Linked DNA regions of Mus musculus: all the other regions are linked to region 2. Evidence: chromatin contacts called from public HiChIP or PLAC-seq data. All regions are on one chromosome and are shown on one strand. Each heading gives the region's core, a stretch centred on a gene start, on an enhancer-like site or on the middle of the called end of the contact. The rest is flanking DNA. Distances are from core to core; before and after follow the strand shown. Region 1 holds the start of Sh3gl2 (SH3-domain GRB2-like 2). Region 2 holds the start of Adamtsl1 (ADAMTS-like 1). Region 3 has its middle 42 kb from the start of Sh3gl2.

What was found. HiChIP or PLAC-seq counts read pairs in DNA pulled down with a chosen protein or histone mark.
Region 1: a contact with region 2 is called in an H3K4me3 HiChIP or PLAC-seq map of embryonic stem cells, with 9 times the contacts expected there. The contact joins the promoter of Sh3gl2 here to the promoter of Adamtsl1 in region 2. A contact is called at or near these places in 2 of 39 promoter capture datasets (both in embryonic stem cells), 8 of 115 datasets of contacts at active chromatin or transcription factors (astrocytes and embryonic stem cells) and 1 of 9 other capture datasets (embryonic stem cells).
Region 3: an H3K27ac HiChIP or PLAC-seq map of embryonic stem cells shows a contact between it and region 2, with 8 times the contacts expected there. The contact joins the enhancer-like site here to the promoter of Adamtsl1 in region 2. A contact is called at or near these places in 7 of 39 promoter capture datasets (cranial neural crest, embryonic stem cells, frontonasal cranial neural crest and 4 more), 2 of 484 Hi-C or Micro-C datasets (cortical neurons and embryonic stem cells) and 4 of 115 datasets of contacts at active chromatin or transcription factors (astrocytes and embryonic stem cells).

Annotation. Positions count from the first base shown.
Region 1 is chr4:85,204,020-85,206,719 of GRCm38.p6, forward strand. It overlaps Sh3gl2 (SH3-domain GRB2-like 2), which reads left to right and starts at 1,437. Exons shown (of 9, transcript NM_019535.2): 1 at 1,437-1,602. The coding sequence starts at 1,558.
Region 2 is chr4:86,052,659-86,055,358 of GRCm38.p6, forward strand. Adamtsl1 (ADAMTS-like 1) reads left to right here and starts at 1,317. Exons shown (of 29, transcript NM_001368621.1): 1 at 1,317-1,462. The coding sequence starts at 1,400.
Region 3 is chr4:85,161,666-85,164,365 of GRCm38.p6, forward strand. No RefSeq gene overlaps it. Among named protein-coding and RNA genes, the nearest start is that of Sh3gl2, 42 kb to the right of the region's middle. Within about 2 kb of position 1,261, at least 17 of the 459 cell types and tissues checked have an H3K27ac peak or open chromatin away from gene starts, as enhancers often do. A contact at or near this core is called in embryonic stem cells and hippocampal neurons, where this site is marked.

The DNA.
Region 1 (2,700 bases), core at 187-2,686, 850 kb before region 2:
ACTTCTTTCATGTGTTGAGACCAAAGTTGCAAATTTCAGACCACATCATAGATTTGTGGCAGAGAGAAGCGAACCCTGTGGCCCTGATACCAAAAGGTGAATTATTAAGAATTAGCATGTCCCTCCTGCCTAAATCCTCTAACCAATGTTTATCCCAATGCCTCCACGGTAGTTTAGAAATTAGAAAGTACCACAGATTGGAAGGTCTGGGCAGCAGCAAGGACCACAAGACTACAGACCCCTTCCTTCCTTTTGCTTTGCTTTGCAGACTGGAAGGGTATGCTCACTGCTCACTGCTCCGATATTCTGTTGTGCTGTGATTCACAGTAGCAAGGGTGAGTGGTACCCAGCCCGTGTCTAGAATCCCCTTGCACCTGCTCTTCCGTTCATCTTTACTCAAGCTGCAGAAGTCTACTGGCTTCCTTTACACCAGGCAGTAGAGGGGGGGGGGGCGGGAGGGGAACTGTATTTCTAGGAACCCAATCCAGGTCCTGTTGATTCTTTCCACATTCTCCGTAATTACTCTCCTCTTGGCGGCTCATCACTTTGATCCACACATGCAGGTGTGGCCTGCATCTGAGACTCTCCCACAAGCTCTTCCATACAAGACAAACTTGAAGTGGCTGCTCATAAGAGCACAGATTTCTGGTGCTGCTCTGGGCCCTTCACCCAGTCCCATCCACCCTTTGTCCCTATGTGGTGTTTGTATAACTTACTGCCTTTCCTTTCCTCATTATATAAAAATGTTAGAACGAAAAAAAAAAAGAAAGAAAAAAATGTCCATGATAATTGTGTGAATGCCAAGTTCGCATTCGTTTTTTTTTTCTTTTGAAAATAGAAGATTAAATGTTATTACTCATATCAATATATGCTATAGCTCATATCAATTCCATTCCAGTATCCCAGTCAAACTGTAGGGACCTCTCTTCATCTTAAGTAGTTAAGTTGTACTAGAACAGGAAAAAAAAAGTTGATAGATTTCCCTAAGGTGAAACAAGCTTAAGGGATATTAAAATCGAGGCAGAGAAATGTTTTCGGTGGCCAATCATGCGGGAAGGCAGGGCATGAAATGAGCAATAACTTATTCATGATCCAGATAAGCCGCCACCCTGCTTTTCAACCACAGGGAGGCCAGGCTCAAAGGGCAAGGGCAGTGCGCAGGCAGCACCACTGCGGCTACCTGGGAGCTGGGTCACCTGAGTCTAGACTGCCCAAAGGCGGTGATCCCTTTGCCAGGGCCACGAACGAACGACTCCCACAGCTGAAGACAGCCCAGGCTTCGGACCGTGGAGGGACTTTCGCCCCCGCACAGTGCGGGGGTTCCTCGCGCTCACCTGCCTCGGCTTGCGCCCTGGGCGGGGCTTCCCGCGTCCCCTTTAAGAGGCCGCATCACCCGCCCTGACGTCAGGGTGTCTCTCCGCACAAGCCCGCGTCCCGCGCCGCGCCCCCGCGCCAGCAGCTCCCGCGGTCGCACGACCAGCGGCGGCCCGGCGACCCCAGCCGCCTCTCCGCATCTGCATCTGCATCTGCCGGCCGCGCAGCCTCCCGCATCCCATCATGTCGGTGGCAGGGCTGAAGAAGCAGTTCCACAAAGCCACTCAGGTAGGGCGCGTGCAGGTGCGCCATGGGCCGCCCCGCAGACCGACAGACAGACGGCGTCCTCCCCTGCAACCCCTCCCTGTTCTGATCTGGTCCCCGCGGGGCGCTGCGCGGCAGCCTGGCTCCATAACCCGGCTCCCTGTCTCCGATCGGTGCTCGCTCCGCGAGTCTCCTCCCTGGCCGCTGCATCCCTGCTTCCTCTTCCCACTCCGAGTCCCTGTGGTCCCTGCCACTCTAGCACTCAGACCTCAGTTCCCTTCCCCTGGCATCTCTGCTCTCTGTCCCCGCTGTCTCGGTTCGCCGCCCACCGGGTTCCCAGGCAGTTAGTCCCTGCACGGCAGCTCTCAGGCTCTGCACGGAGGGTGCCGCGCAGGTGCTTGGCGGCGCGGCGGGAGATTATGTAAAGTCGCCTCGGTGCGGTGACCTTGCGGTGTGGTGTGCCCCACTGTCCTGGGATGTGCTGGCTGGAGCGAGGTTCGCTCTGGAGGCTGCGGAGGTGCCCGCGCTCTGCGCTTGCTCCAGGCTTTGCGCTCCCAGGCCTTCTCAGAACCCCTCCTTCCCAGGCCTCCCCAGGCTCCCAGCATGGGAGAATGTGGTTCCCCTAAGGAGCATGCATGCATTAACTTTTTTCCCTGGAGAACTCCTTGGTGAAGCTTATTTGAGGCCATGGTTTGATCAGTGGTCTGCAAGTCTTTAAAGTTCTCCCACGGGTTTTACTGCGGAGGCAGTTGTTAAAAACTTGAAAATCACTGTTTACTAGATGTGCCAAATTTTCTGTGTGGGGTAAGCTGAGATTAAAATTTAATCCAGACCCACATAATTTAAATCTCATTGGGCCCAACTCAGTGATTTTACAAAGAGAAAATGTCCAAAAATACTTACGATGTGACCCATTTCTTACATAATGTGTGGAGTTACAACCCTTTTATTCATTTGGAACAGGTTAAATTTTAAGATATATTTAACAAGAAACGACTTTATTGATAAACCGTAAAATACTTTTTGCGTAACCATTTAGCTTTAAAGATCCTTATCCTAAGCTAACCTTAATTGTGTGGCTTCTGTAATTTCTTGTTTTTTAAAAACATTACTTTTATCTTT
Region 2 (2,700 bases), core at 67-2,566:
CTGCAAGGAAACTCTTCTCCTGTGGAAATGGGGCTTTGCTCACTGCTTTATTCTTTATCCGAAATGGTGTTCCTGGACTGATAAGGAGGAAAGACAACCTTATTGGATACTTAACACTTGTTTAATATATTAATAAAAACCCTCCTGGCCCGTTCAGGCTTTGCTTGATTTGAGTGAAACAGGCTCCCAATCTTCGGGCCTTTTCCCGTAGCCATGCGGACACTCTGGAGCCCATTAGTACTTCCTACAGCTGGATTGCACCTCAGAGGTCAACCTGCCTGGCCCTATTTCCACTGCGAAGAGGAAAGAGGTGGTACCCCACTCAAAATTTTGTTGTTTTGTCATAGCAGCTCTGAGAAAGCCTGAGTCAGGTGTCCGATGAAGAATGTTTGGGGTTAAGTGAGGGTTAAATCAGCCTTTCTTTCCTGTCATGGGTTAAATCAGATAATTAAAAGCTGTCAAGGTGTCAAAACCCAGCACTTGTTTCACAACAAATTTCAACATCCTCATCCTGGAGTCTTTGTCAAGGGCTTCTTTTAAACTAGGGGCTCTAAATGAGTCTTATTGTACCTTTAAACTTGTAAGTATTGGATGTTTCAAATTGTCAATCCACAAAGAAAGGTTTTGCCAGCCCTTTATTTTTAAACCAAGACCCCAATACAGAAAATAACTAAAGCCGTTGTTAGGTTTAGTTAGGACCTTTCCAAACCATCTATAGTATTCTTTTCCAAACTCAAAGGGGAAAATAAAAAGGCACTTTATAGAAGAGGAAGAGAACGCTAGCACCGAATACACTTAAAGGGCACATTCAGTCCCGACTAGGGCTTGGTCCCTTTATAGCATATGTTCTATATTGACGGGGATTAAGTTTCTCTCCTGAATGGAACAATACACCGTCACAGGGAGCTACTGTACTTTCCAGAGCAACAGACACCAGCCTAGGCAAATGGCAAACAGAATCGCGTCTCACAGAGCACTAACCAGGTTTGTTCAGAGCGCAGCCCTGCTTCCTCTTTGAGCTTTGCGCTTCTGCCAGTGCACATCTATCTCTCCTCTTCTCGGGCTCAGCTCCTTGCTCCCCTGCCTTTCAGTCCCTTTCTCTCTTTTCTGCTCACACTGTTCACTTTCTCTGCGCACCCCCCCCCCAACCGCTTTGTTATTCAGCATGTCTGATTAGCAGGAGTCTGATTGGCTGGCTGCCTGCTCTAGAGAGATTCCATTCAGCTTACCCCCCACCCATCCACCCACCCACCCTCGCTCAGGAAATGTGAGCGGGGCTGATGGAAGCTGATAGGCAGGGCTGGAGTGTGAGCCCCAGCACTGGATGTGACAGCAGCGGGCAGAGGAGCACTTAGCAGCTTATTCAGTGTCCGATTCGGATTCCGGCAAAGATCCAAGTATGGAATGCTGCCGTCGGGCAGCTCCTGGCACACCGCTGCTCGTTCTGGCTTTCCTACTCCTGGTAAATGCCTTTTCATTTCAATACGTTACTATTGCCACTTGGTCTGGGTGCTGCTGGAGGGTGTGTGTGTGTGTGTGTGTGTGTGTGTGTGTGTGTACTTCTGTCTGTCTGTGTATGATCTTCCAACTCCAGGTAAAAGAATTTTCATGGCTTACAAAGTACACCTCAACTCTTTGAGAACTTTAACCCCAACTTTCCCAGCAAAATCAAATATAAAAGACTTTTTAGAGTTAGTGAATGATACTGATATTGAGACTTGAAATTCAGGGTATTCTTCTGCAGATATTATGTGCTGAAAACTATATAAATAACTGTGTTAGCATGGGATCCTGAGGACAGATGTCCTGAGATCAAACTCACTATGGTGATTTTGGGGTTTCTGAAGGCTAGGCGGTGAGGAGCTTGCTTGGTTCTTGTTTCCCCAGTGCCTGTGTGAATTATTTTCCTCCATACATAAAGACTCTTGAACCAGGTGAAAAAGGAAGGAACGAGAGCCCTGTTTACAATCAAACCAGAGTATAACCCATAATTACTATACACATTTATGGATTCAAGTTAATGCTAATGTTTATGAATTGAAGATTAAAGTCTTTGATCTCAGATCTACTTCTGAAGGCAAATAGAGATCCCTGGACTCCTTGTCCTGCTGATTTCCAGCCCCAGCGATAAGGCTCTTCTCTTGAACATCAGCACACATTGCATTTTTGACTCGAAGTAAATGTTCCATTGTGACTCATACTTGGTTTTATGGGCAGAAAATGAACATATACTGTCCAAAAAATCTACACTCAAAATATTAATAGCAATGCACATTTCTTTTAAACCAGAGTGTTCTGGGCAAGCAGTTTAGTAAACCTCATCTGAAAGTTTGATTCCAAAATGTGCACACTCTGATTGCAAAGAAACGTGACTCTAGCTCTTCCTGTCACAATTATGACACACCAGAACTACTTCAGAAGGAAGAGAAAGAGAAGACGAAGGTAAAAGTGTAACCGTTGTATAAGACACATTGTTTTGTTGATGGGGAAAGGTTAGTTTGTTCTGCTTTGATTCTGACAAATTGGATGGACATTGGAATTTTGATGAAGAGAAGGGAACCATTTGTTACAAATTGGAAAACTCCGGGAGGATCAGTGGGGTATAGTGACCAGACACCAAGGAGCTATTTCTTACAATGTCATATTGTAATCAGCTGCATCACTGTCACTTTAAATGGGGACCACTACTTTGCAATTAGA
Region 3 (2,700 bases), core at 11-2,510, 890 kb before region 2:
TGATAGCTTCTTACAAGGACAAAACTTACTCAAATTTCCTCCTAGGAAATTGAAGCCATTTGTAAAGACACAAAGGTCTCTGAGATGGAAGAAAATGGGAGGTGCTCGTTTTTCAGAGGCTGTGGTAACTAACATGGGATTGAGGGAGAGCTTGCTGATGCTGTCCACCACAATGCTGGACTCTGTGCTTGGGGACAGGTCTCACAGCATGGCTGTGGCTGACTGGAACACATTCGCAGTGGTGTCATGGTGAGGATTTCTTTCGGATGCGTTCACCTCTCTTGCTGTGAACATCACTAAAAAGGTAGATGACAGAACTCTAGCCGGTGACTTGCGGTCAACAGTGTCTGAAGCGTCCCCAATTAAGGAAAGCAATGCTCTTATTCAACTTTTAAAAAAAATGCCATATATTTATTGCCCCTCTTTGCACAGTTTTGTCAGGAGAAGCAGCATAAACTGACAGTTAATAGGCCATTGCAGCCAGGCATTTAAGTTCAGATCTAATTCTGCTTCTCCTGGTCTTCTCTGAACACTTCTGTAGAATAAAGATTATGATATTTCTGGGAGTTGCAGTCTAAGAAAAGATTAACTTAGGACAAATAGACCACACACACACACACACACACACACACACACACACACACACACACAGAGTGCAGTTACACTAAAACAGTCAGTATCCTTGTGGAATGACAATGAGGAAAAGATGACTATGAAGAAAGATGAATCTTCTCGGACGTCAAAACGAACACAGGATTCAGAAGGAATCGGAGGAAATGCCCAGTTATCTTGTAGACCTTGAAGTGTTTACTCAGAAGCAACCGAATGCAGCTGCCCTCTGTCCACGGACAGGCTGAGGAGAGATCAGTCGGCTCATTGGTTTTGTCAAACCCCAAAGCACAAACCCCTAATATCTAAAAGCCACGTAGTCAGAGATAGACCGTCGACTTTTGTTATGGAGAGCAGACTGAGCAGGCTCTGCGGAAATTGGGAGCGCCTCCTCTTTTCTGAGTTGTATAAATTTTAGAAGACTCACTACAGGGGTTAGCATTGCTTTCGCGGACCCAACCCCCCCCCCGCCCCCCCCGGAGCGTTCTTCCTGTTGCTGGGGGCTTTGCTGCTTTTTGTTTGTAGACTCACGCTCTCTAATGCTAAACTTGAAACACTGGAAGACCCGGAACTCACTGTACATTGAACAAAGCGAGCTATCAACATCAAAATGAGTCAGATAGGCCCATTCCCAGTAAAAGCCTAGCGTCGCGGACGCCAGTGAACACTGGAGGGCAGTAACACACAGCGCATATCGCCTCTCTCCCTTAAACACTTAGTGAAATGAGTTAATCCGGTTTTTCTCCAGTTCTCCATGTTGAAGATTATTTCCCCATAGTTTTTACTGGTCCAGCGAGAGATGGGCTCCATTTGGCCTTATTTCATGGTGGAATGATCAAAAGATGTGTTTCTTTATATTTGTGTCCTCAAGTCGTACCCTCCAGCTTTAAGAGCTGTTAGATAGACTATGGCTGGGCCTGGGCTGCCCAGGCTGTTTTCCTAGCTATCGGGATGAGGCACGAGGGAATGTGACTTCTGCTTGGCAGATCTTTTGGGGTTGTGCTCACCTTGAGACAATTGAGGTGAAGCACTGTGTGTGTGTGTGTGTGTGTGTGTGTGTGTGTTGGCGGGGGGTGAGGGGGCATGCTGGGGGTGTGTGATAAGAAGCACCCTGTAGGAGAGAAGTGAGGAGACCTATGGTGCCAGAACAGATGGAGCACAAGAGAGGCCGGAATTGGCCATCCTCCAGATGGAAGGCAACATGAGTCCCTGTATAGAGCCAACTCCAGCAGAACACACAACAGCATCCAGGCCCTGGCTTTCCAACCTTGGCCCAACCTGGAATGGTTCAGCTCAAGTACCACAGCTATCACTCTGGGGACTTTGGACAGGGAAGGGCACTAAAAACCAATCCAAAATAGGAGATTATCACAACACTCCAACTTTGTAAGCAAAGGTTATAAGCTTTTACAGAGCATAGAAGAGACAGAAATTGACAAAGATGTGATGGCGCCCAAAAATATGTATAAGCTACAATTTCAAATGGAGAAATATTTACATAATAGCTACTGAGTGTACAGGGTTCCTGCCGGAATCAGGCATCGTTAAAACTCATTCAGTCCTTGTGGATGGTCCCATGTACCACGTACCACAGTATTCCGTGTTTTATAGACCGTACTTGGGACAAAAAGATGCTAAATGACTCTCTAGGGATGCCCTGCCTGTAAGCATCAGGGCTGAGATTGAGCCCAAGCAGCAGCTCTTTACAGTATGAGAAACACGAAGTTTCTTCCTGAAATGAAAAGAAACTTTTTGAGTTTTAGTATCTGGGTTTGCTGTGGAGTCCTTTGAACACCGGCATTGTAGATTTGCACAAGGAAAGACGCTGCTCTACAATTAGTAAGGGATGTGAAATCCATGCTGGGATTTTACTTGTATCTCAACCTCACCTCCTGACAAAGGAAACTGTTTTAACTTGGTACACCCATTAGTAGAAATCAAACATCCCTAGTGGGACAGCTCGTCTTTCTGATCTTTTTAGCATTGGAGATATCTGGCATGGAATCTAAACAAAGAATGTGTTCAACAAATATTTACCAACTGTTTCAGCAGCTTCAATAAATATTTTTGCTTGAGTAACTATTCATTATG